Linked DNA regions of Sus scrofa: region 1 is linked to region 2. A link is a contact called in public Hi-C data. All regions are on one chromosome and are shown on one strand. The core of a region is the stretch at or near the end of the contact, and the rest is flanking DNA. Distances in the headings are between cores, read along the strand shown. Region 1 has its middle 35 kb from the start of SUPT7L. Region 2 holds the start of PPP1CB (protein phosphatase 1 catalytic subunit beta).

Region 1 (4,901 bases), core at 1,537-4,036, 1.0 Mb before region 2:
TCCAGGGCTCCTATACTTTCTCATCATCGTAACTCACTCCCATATGCCCTTGTCTTTTCCTTTCTGCACCTGACCAAGTACACCCAATACTCTAGTAATAATAGACTCTTTGACCCAAACACAACTTTTGCTTTTAATTCTTCCAATATTTGCCATCAAGACTTGCTGTACATGGCCTTGAACTTTGGTTTCCTGGGCTCTTAAATAGGGAAAATACCTCAGTATCGCTGTCGAGATTAAATAACTGAGCCATCTCTCAAATTTTAGCCACGCTGGACACAGTTGGCTCCCCCAAATGTAGTTATTATCAGCATCATTGTGATCTTGCTAACGTCTGCTAGGTAAGGTCCTGCTCATTTCTTTAAATGAGTCTCACTGTCTTGAGTCTCATTGTCTTCAGGAAGCTCTTGTTCCCCTGCTTGTTAGTAGGCTCTCTTTCCCCACTAGCCCTACAGCACTTTGATTTCTGGCCCTTGCTCGGATGGTCCCATATCCGTTAATTGTATGTATGCAGTGTGCTTGGGTCATTTATGTTTGCGAGCCTTATGAGCTGGGGACAGGAACCATCTCACTTTGTACGCTACCTGTTCCTCATTGCACCTCCCAGTTCACAAAATAGGTGCTCTGTTAACTGTTGCTTTACAGGGGTGAGGGTTGGAGGGCAAGTTCTAGTCCTGGACCTTTCTACCCTTGGGTTTTGGGGGCGGAGAAGGGACCTTTGAGCTGCTTTCATTTCCAGAATTTGTTCCAGACAAGCTGGACAGTCTAGGCGATAACCGTCTTAACAGGGTTAGTGCAGGCAGAGGCTTGGATTCCTATCCTACTTGGGGCAAAATCAAGCGAAACTACCCCTTCCCGTCAAGAAGCTCTGGATTCCAGCAGATGGTTTTAATTTGGGCTTTAAGTCCTCTGCTGGCTCTGGAAAATCTTGATCGTGAGGCTTGGCTCTGGTTTCCTCTGGCTGTCACGCACACCGCTTCAAAAGTCAGTGCAACTGTGGCAAGAAGTGACCACAAGAGGGCAGTAAAGACCCATCACTATGCAGCAATTTGCAGGTGGGGCTCAAAGCCAGTAGACGAGCGTTTCAAAGCAAAGCAAGAGTAACAATCAGATCCTGAACTCTCTCAAAATCAGGATTCTGAAAGGGTTTGGGGCAGCAAGCTGGGTCAGGTCACCAGTGTCTTCTCAGCCTGTTTCTGGTGCTTAGTTCCACCTGGAGAAAGTCTTTCTCTAGTTATAATGCAAATATTTTATGGAGGAGTTTAGGCATTGCCTATCTATTACTTACACACTGTCTTACAGAGAATTTTTCACACTTGTCTCCCCCCCCCGCGCTGTCTTTATTGAGGAACAATTGACAAAAATTGTATCTAATTTGATTGATATTTTGATATATCACTCATTTCCAAACTCTGAATTTTTATTTATCAGACTTAAAAGGTAAAAAGAGGAGACACTATCACCTCTGTTTAAGGAAACTGAGGCTCAGAAACCGGAAGAGACTTGCTCAAAGGCATGCCAAGTTCATGGTGGAACCACGATTCCAGATCCTCTGCTTATTCCTTCTAGTTTTCAGTAGTTTATGTTTGTAAGCTTTGCGAGTTTCTGGAGCAAAGACTACATCTGGTTCCTCTTTTTGTCTTGGAATGGTGCTCCCTTAATCTTGAGGGCTCTGAGTGGGTGTGCTGTATAAGGTTCTGCCCTTTAGGAGTTGGATTCCATGATCTCTCTCTTATCCCTCCTGATTCAGTAATTCTGTGATTTGGAGGCACAGCCCTAACAATGACAGTGGCAGCCCTGAGTGATCCTACTGGCAGAGCATTTCAACAAGGGCAGCCACTTGGCTACCAGCCTATAAAGATCTATCGTTAGCAATGCCGCGAGGGCGGGGGACATTTGGGCAGTTTCTCAAATTGCGCAGCCTTATGGGAATTGCCTTTAGGGGAGGAGAATGAAAAAATATCTAATTTTAGCAGTTACGTATAGGAATATATACTTACGTACACACATGTATATGTATGGTGTAGAATGTGGTGAAAAAAATTTTTTTTTTTTTTTTTTTGCCACACTTTTGGCATGTGGAAGTTCCGCTTCAGAGCCAGGGATCAAACCTGCGCCACAGCTATACCAGAGCCGCAGCAGTGACAATGCCAGATCCTTAACCCACTGAGCACCAGGGAGCTCCTTTCTTTTTTCTTTTTCTTTTTTTTTTTTTCCCCCCTGAGGTCAATTTTTAAAGTGAGTTTATTTGAAGAAGAACATGAAGCCAATAATGCACGGTGGCCTGCAACACGGTACCAAGTGTAAAGGAGGTGTACCAATGAGTGAAGTTGAAGGAACTGTGGTGAGGTGGGAAGGTGTTGTAACTAGAGTCACAAAACTAATCTGAAGTCTGGCTCTGTCACCCAAGCCATGTAACCCTGATTAAGTTGCTGACTATACACAAGTCTCAGTTTTCGCATCTGTAAAGTCAGAAAAGAATTCTTGCCCCCCTTAACACATGTGAGAATACATGAAAGCACACGGAAGCCTGGAGGACTGTGCAGGTGTCCACTGGAGCTAATACTCCCATTCCCACTTCCACCAGGGTCTTTCGGGACCTCTTCACCATCACAGAGGATGCCTCCCAACTAGGGTCTGTCTCCCAGATCCCCAGGACCAAATCCAGTTCAGTTTGTTGTCCACACCTGGGTCTGCCATTCTGCGAGGAGGAGGAGGAGGAGGGAGGGGCTGGAGAAACCCTGGAATGAGTCCGGGAACAAGTCCCAACACATCACTGTTTGCTTTGTCATCCTGGTTCAATGACCTCATACAAGGAAGGGAGGGAGCGGAGGGAGCTGTTCTCTTCCAGATACCTAAGGAGGCTTCTGACATCTACTCTTTCCCTTGTCATGAGAAGAGCAGGCGCCAGGCTGTGATTTTTAAGGTCTGAGCTAATCTTGGCAATGAAAGAGAATGGCACCTCCCACAGCTGGCCAGACGAGGCTTCTTGCGGAGCTGCCTGGAGCAAAGGGGCAGGGGGGCTGCCGTGGGTGTTGGAATCCAGGCTGTTACCCCTGCTCCCTGGAGGGGCTCCGGAATACACAGCCCTGTCCCCAAGTCCTGACCAGCCTTAGTGCTACTTGGGTGCGTGCAAGGCACTGGCATGTCTCCCGGTTGAGGATAAAGAGCCCAGGGAGGACAGCTTTGAGTTGTTCCGAATCTAGTGCCTATGGGACAGCCAACTGGGGTGGACAGTAGCTTCAGCGACCCCAGTGTCATCATCCTCACATACTCCTACATCTTCACACACAATATTCAATGAGGACTTTCTGAGCACCTACTGTGTACTAAGCCTTTTGGGGAAATGAGACAGCCAGCACCTGCACCCAAAGGCTATGTAGGATCTCAGAGTCACCTTTTTACCACTGGGATTCCTTTTGTCATCCTTACCCCAGCCCTTCTGCCATCCTTAATTAATGAATAATTAAGGTGTAAATAAATTATGTTGTCAGCCAGACAAATTGCATTTTTACGGGGGTCCTTTCCAAGTTTTTTGTAGCCAGATATTTATGTAACTGCAGATAAGTACTTCTGCTCAACAATAACTAACAGGGCTATACTGAGCTAGTATCCAGTCTGACAAAAGCAACAAAATTTAGCATTGTAGCTATCCTGATTATCCTGGTTGGGCTCTTTAAATTTTTAAAAAGTAGCCGGCAGACTCCCTGGGGAGTCCATTCAAGGTTTTAGATAGAGGTGGTGACATGACACCTGGGTTTTGAAGGACAAACAGGAGCTCACAATCAGGGAGAAAGATTACTGCAGGCAGAGGGGGCAGAAGGATCCAGGTGCTGGGCCCAGTGCCTCCATACCCGGGCTGGTCAGGTGGATCAGGCTGTGGCTTGAACTCAGAGGGTGGAAGCTGGGGTTTGGAACAGAGCTGATGAGGGTGCAGCTGAGAACCAGGAGTCTTACAGGTGAATGTTCTAGTCTGGTCACATGCTGGTTCTGGAAAGACTGAGGCAGGAAACCCCATTAAAGTCCCTTTGGTTCCTGAGGGCAGGAGGGAAAAAGATCGCAAAGGACAAGCCAAAAAGTTAGTCTCCCACCCTGGCTGCCCCGCCCTTTAGCTCCGAGAGCAAACCATTTTTTTGTGATTTTTTGGCTCATCTTGTAAATGTTCCAGAGTCAGAACAGGCTGTGCCATGGCTGAACAAACCTGTTGAACAAATAAACAAGGCAGGCTTCAGGGCTAGGAAAGCACTAGACGTGGGCCCCCATCCAACCAGGTCCATGGGTTCTGGCAAGTCTGTCCCGAGGCTCTTCCTTTGACTGTGACAGGTGGGAGTGTGGGACTTTGGGGTCCTTGTGGCTCTGTGATCTAAGCAATTTGCCCACAGAGAGGAAAACTCCAGAGCCTCCAGTTGAGCAGCCTCCTTCCTTTTCACTCCACAGTGCAGCTAAGGGCGGGGAGAGGGGAGATGTAGAGGCAAATACTGAAACCAAAGGACACCTGTTTGCTTATTCATTCATCGGACCAGTGCCCAGTCTGTGCGGGGTGCTGTGCGGCTCTTCCCTCAAGGAACGCACTAGGAGCTGTAAATGCTCTAGCTGAGGAGAGAAGGTCACATTTCTTGTATATGCCAAGTTCTCAGCCACCTCAGGACCTTTGCTCCTGCTGTTCCCACCACCTACACCGCCAATTCCTCCTGCCTTCTTGTGTTTCAAGCTCAGCTTGGATGGCATTTCCTCAGTCTGGCTTTCCCTGACCACCCTGTGAGTGGTAGGCTTGCCCATCCCTCGCCGGCTCTCCGGCCACACTCTGTCACCCTCCTAGAATCTATAACAGCTTGGAATTATGTTCTGCCCTTCATTTAGTCAGTTATCTTCCACCTTTCTGATCTGAGTATCAGCCTACC
Region 2 (5,659 bases), core at 2,929-5,428:
GATTTTATAAAATAGGTATATAGCTATCCCTCGCTTTTAGAAAGTTTGCTCTATGCAATTTCACTTTTATGAAAGATCTACATGAGTACCTTTGTCTGCTAACCGAAAGAAATCCAAAAAGGATTTTCATTTTTGGGAAAAAAAAAAAAGGTAAAGAGCAAAAATATAGTGTTTAGCATTAGTCCTACAGCAAGCTGTTACAGACGCAGCACATACACCAAGCACCCCCAAGTTCCTTCCCTAGGAAACACACTCAGCATCTCAACTACACTCAGCATCCTCATGCTGCCATAACTTTGAACTGTGTCTGTGAGCATCTGTACTTTATCTCAATTTATTTTGTTCATCTGTTAGCAAGATGTGTCCTAGGATAATTGCTTTTTGCTTTATAACATTTTGGCTCATAAGAGGCTTCATAGGAATGTTCTACGTTCAGATAGCAGGGGAAATCTCTCTCTCTCTCTAATATTATATACATTATAATATTTATAACATTATATATTAAATTATACCTAAGTATATATTCAGAAATAAAATGGAAAAGTGGTGATCTACGTCTGGTGAAATTATAGGTGATTTTTATATTTTTGTTTTCTAAATTTCCTTCAATAAATACATTTTATTCTGGGAAAAAAAAAGGCTACTTAAATGGCAACTCTAACCTGACCTGATATGAGGCATAATGTAGTCTTTATGTACCTTACATGACATGGATAGTTATTATGATTTAAAAAAAAATTAATGTTTCAGTTTATAGTGAGTGGTCCCAGAAGCTGCTGGGGTGTTAGGTAATATGTAATATATGCACTAGTTAAACTTCAAAATCTGAATAAGTCTGCTTCTGAAATCACACATCATTTTTTTTGGAGAGAGATCCCACAGGAAAGTTGGTTGGCCGCTAGTGATATAGCTCTTTCATTTTTATAATAGTCCCTTCTTACCCAGGATTCTAAGGCACTAGAAAAGCTGGTGGGGTGGGGGTGAAGGGACATCTTCATCTGCGGGCAGTACCGGGCAGTACTCAGAACCACGCTCCAAGACCTTCTGACTCCCAGAACTCCACTGAGACTGGCTTCTGTCTTTGCCCTACTCTCCTTGCGGTGACCTTCCCTAAGATGCTTACTTTCTCTCTTTGCAATCCAATTTCCTTTGGGTGTCCCTGGTCCATCAAATCTATCTGCATATATTTGAACACTAATTGTAGACGAGGCTCAAAGTTTGTTTTCGTGGGATTCATGGGCTCCATGAAAACTGGAAGATAAGCAGATATCTATAACTGCTCCAAGCATTCTGTTACCCTTTAAGAGGCTCATGGAAGAGATCTGGGAAAGTGGCATCCAACTCCACAAGCTGGTCTATTTGTTCCAGTTCCAGCTCACCCAGAACATTTACTCCACTTGCAATTTTCCCCGGTTGCTAGAAAGCTTAGACTCATATTTGTGACCTATCTCCAGCAAACCAATAGGACCTCATACCATGCATTTTGCATACAGAACTGCTGGCTTTATCTTATTTTTTCCACTTTCAGTTTTCTTTTGTCCTGTTTTTCTATGTACTTATTTTTGTCATACTGTATATATGTAATAAGCTACCTTAAATCTTTTCTTCTGGAATAAAGCAGGATGTAAATGTTCTTTCACAAAAGTATTTGATAAGGATCCATTTCTTCACACCGAAAGGCCCCAAGATGAACTGGCAGCAATAAGAGTTTATGAATGCTTCTCCCAGGAGTTCCTGTGGTGGCACAGAGGAAACAAATCTGACTAGGAACCATGAGGTTTCGGGTTCAATCCCTGGCCTTGCTCAGTAGGTTGGGGATCCAGTGTTGCCATGAGCTGTGGTGTAGTTCGAAGACACGGCTCAGATCTGGCATTGCTGTGGCTCTGGCGTAGGCCAGCAGCTGCAGCTCTGATTCAACCCCTTGCCTGGGAACCTCCATATGCTGTGGGTGCAGCCCTAAAAAAAAAAAAAAAAAGAGTTTACAAATGCTTCTCCAAACAGGATCATCATTCTAGCTTGTCACCTGTTCTATGTTCACCATCAATGCATAAAAAATTTAAAAAATCTCAAAATGGAGAGAAAGCTAAAAAGGGGATTAGGAAATCCTATCTCTGTAAGTCATCTGAAGCATCATAAAGCACTTGATTGGACAACATACTCCCCCCCAAAAAAAACCCTATGGTTTCTGTTCTCGAAGTTTATGATACAGCATATGCAGATTTAAGCACCTCAGCTCACATACACTGACAGGGAATATATCACAATTGCTAAGAGTGCAGACTCTGGCACTAGGTGACTAGTTTGAATCCCAGTTCTGCCACTTACTTATCTGTGTGATCTGGGACAAGGTATTTAACGATTCCGTGCCTTAACAAATCCCATCTACAAAGTAGAGATAATAATAATGCCTACCTCATATGGCTAGTGTAAGGATTAAATGAAATAACACATTTAAAGTAGTGCTAGAGGAGTTTTCCATTGTGGCTCAGGGGAAACGAACCCAAATAGTATCCATGAGGATGTGGGTTTGATCCCTGGCCTTGCTCAGTGGGTTAAAGGATCCAGCATTGGCTCAAGCTGCAGTGTAGGTCACAGATGCGCTCAGATCTGACATTGCTGTTGCTGTAGCATAAGCCAGCTGCTGCAGCTCTGATTTGACCCCTAGCCTGGGAACTTCGATATGCCCTAAAAAGCAAAAATAAACAAATAAATAAATAAAGCAACGCCAGAGCACATAAAAAGATCTCATCAATGTCAGCTATTACTAGCAATAGGTGAGCGGGAGCAGCACTGCCTTGAGCTTGAGACAGCATCTTGTTTGATTTTTGTGGACAAACACCTGAGGAATGAGTAAAGATTTCCCATCTGACCACCTCTGAGAACGGGCCAAAAAACTCTCGCTTACCTAGAAGCTTTGCGTGGCTACTCTTTCTCCTGTATTTCTAGAGGCAGAATTATGTGGTAGAAAGACGAGGTGAACAACGAACTGTTCTGAGCCTCTGTGCTTCCTTGTCCCTCTCTTCCGCGTACCAGATACTTAGTGGGAACTGCAGGCACAAAGATAAATTTAGTTTACCCTATAGCAGCTCACAGTAGAGTGTAGGAGATAAAAATGCAACAACAATTATAAGATACGATGATGAAGCAATATAATGAAGGTATTTTTTTCTTGCTCAAAAATACACTGTGGAAAAACAGTAAGCTATGTGAAAGCGCTCTGTAGAGAGCAGAAAGCAGTTCCCACGTAAAACATTATTACTGCTGACCCTCAGGGCCCAATTTAATTTATTTCATCTAGGAACACCAGGGCAACCAACCTTGTGGAACCGTAGGGTAAAAATCCCTCATTTGCAATGTCAAGCTTTTCCAGCAGAGTAACCCCATTCTTGCTTCCCAAACGCGCAAATCCAGTTTCAAACATGGGTAATGCAGTCTGTGTTTCCCGCCTAACAAGACCCGGGAATTGGCTTGCAACACCAGGATTGAAACCAAGAAAAGAAAGGCGAGGCGGGAAGAGCACAAGAACTACGTCGTCTGCTGAGCGCCCAGCCTCAGGGAGCTGGGAAGCGGAAGGTCAGCCCTGCCTACGCGCGCCCTGCGTAATGGGAGCTTTCCCAGAGCATCAAACCCCCGGGAGCCTTGAGGGCGCCTGCGCAGCCGCGACGATTCGGCGCAGTGGAAGTGGAGAGGGAAGGCGACGCACCTGCGCAAAGGCGGCGACGCGGCGGCGGCAGAACCGAGTCTAGTGCGATTGCGCCGCGGCTGGCGGACGGGGGGGGCGCCGCGAAGGAGTGCGCCGTGCGGCTGCGCGGAGGCCTGCGTGGCGCGGTGGCGGGGAAGGGCGGTGTGGAGTGAGTGGCGCTGCGGGTGGGGCCGTCGGCGGCGCTGGTGAGCTTTGCGGAGTTGGGCGGTGCCGAGGAGGAGGAGGTGGCGGCTGGGTCTGACGCGGCCCGGTTCGTGGGGGCTCCGCTTGTTTATTTATTTATTTATCGTGTGTGCCTCCGAGTGTGCGGCGCTCCACTACTTGGTGGGGAGGGGGTGGGGGAGGGCCTGGGGGAAGGGGGAGTTGGAACCGGGGTCGAAACGCCGCGTGACTTGTAGGTGAGGGAACGCCGAGCGGTCGCCGCAGCCTCTGCCGCCGAGAAGCCCTTGTTCCCGCGGCCGGGAAGGAGCGTCTAGTGCCGACAAGATGGCGGACGGGGAGCTGAACGTGGACAGTCTCATCACCCGACTGCTGGAGGGTGAGTCGGGGCCTGGCCGGCCGCGGAGAGGGGAGGTTCCCTCAGCCCTGCTTCCTCCTCCGCCAACCGGAGCGGGCGGGAACCCCCTTTCCCGCCCCAGGGCGGCCGCCGAGGAGCGGGCTAAGAAGCTGGTGGGCCGGAGGAAGCGGGCTCCGGGAACACGGCCCGGGGTTGGGGTGGGGGGGTGGGGGTGAGGCGGGCGAGAGGGGCTGACCCCGCGGGCGGGCAGTGCCCCTGCGGACCTACGGGGACCCGCACAGCGGCGCGCCGAACGCGGGTAGAGGAGCCCCGGGCTGCTGGGTGACCCTTCCCAAAGAGGGTGCCAGGATGCGTGCTCTTGTGCTTTGTATGCCGGTGGAAAGTGTATTCCTTCTCTGTTCTCTTTGTGCCTTGCCCTTGGCTGCCTCCGATTCTTGTTCTGGGAGTGGATTTTATAAAACCTTCTCCTTGAGAAAACTGTTTGATCTGTTCTGCATTTTTTACTTGATGCTTCCAGGACCAGCTCTATTTAAGGAGAAGATGGAGTTGAGTAGCTTTCATTTATTATTTAGCTTTAAAAATGAGTAAAACAAAAGTATTTGAGCGAGCTGAAGATGCACGCAAGAAATACGAAATATGTAGACATGTTTACTGAAGCGCTTGGTTTTCGGGTTTGAGAATTTAACAGGTTTGAGCAGGCTTTAAATTCTGCATAAACTTAGAAAAGGTCGATTGTCAAGCTTCGCTTGTGTTTAAAAGATATTTACAAGTCTTCACAGCTTTTGAAGTTTCTGGGCCCTTCTGTTTTTATTGGATAGTTTTATGTTAGGGTAAAGAGAAGAGATGGAGCGGCCAGGATGTTACTCAAAGTCAATCGCGATTTTCTGCCAGTGAATCCCTTTGCCCTGAAGTTTGCGTCATCGCTAAACTGCTTTTAGAGTGTGTAGAAAAGAAACTAAGCTATTAAAAGAAAAAAATGTAGAGTCCTCTCTCAGAAAGCGTGGAAGGGTTGCATGTGCATTGTTACTTGCTTTCAAATTTCCTGAAGATAAGTGTTTGGTACAGTGAAGCAGTGTGTGCTTACATTTGGAAAATCTTCACAGAAGATTATATGTTTGAGGGGCGGCGGAGAGGGCGCTAGTTCTTTTTTATCCGCCCATGTGTGTATCTCTTCAGTTCTGTGTGTACCGTTGTGTAACAAACTACAGTATATTTGTTCCAGATGTGCAAGCGTTCCAGCAGTCTAAGACTGAGTAAAAAGCCTTCCTGCAGTCGTAAGACTGAATAAGGAGCAAAGTTTTACAGGGAACTCTTGTTTGCCTTTCCTTTTGCTATCAAGTTATTCTTGGGAGGCCCCCTGGTGCCTACAGTCCGTGTTCACTGTTAAAGACTGCGGATTTTAACAGATGTGAACATCTTACTGGGTCCACGAGACGTTT

What was found. A called contact is a pair of places that touch in the nucleus more often than the background predicts.
Region 1: a Hi-C map of embryonic fibroblasts shows a contact between it and region 2, with 2.1 times the contacts expected there. A contact is called at or near these places in 2 of 5 promoter capture datasets (fetal skeletal muscle and liver), 3 of 47 Hi-C or Micro-C datasets (embryonic fibroblasts, fibroblasts and mesenteric adipose tissue) and 1 of 2 datasets of targeted methods (skeletal muscle).

Annotation. Positions count from the first base shown.
Region 1 is chr3:111,493,841-111,498,741 of Sscrofa11.1, reverse strand. No RefSeq gene overlaps it. Among named protein-coding and RNA genes, the nearest start is that of SUPT7L, 35 kb to the left of the region's middle.
Region 2 is chr3:110,472,907-110,478,565 of Sscrofa11.1, reverse strand. PPP1CB (protein phosphatase 1 catalytic subunit beta) reads left to right here and starts at 4,178. Exons shown (of 8, transcript NM_214184.2): 1 at 4,178-4,241. The coding sequence starts at 4,190. It overlaps LOC106509865 (a long non-coding RNA gene), which reads right to left and starts at 3,601. Exons shown (of 8, transcript XR_002342800.1): 1 at 3,318-3,601; 2 at 2,906-3,047.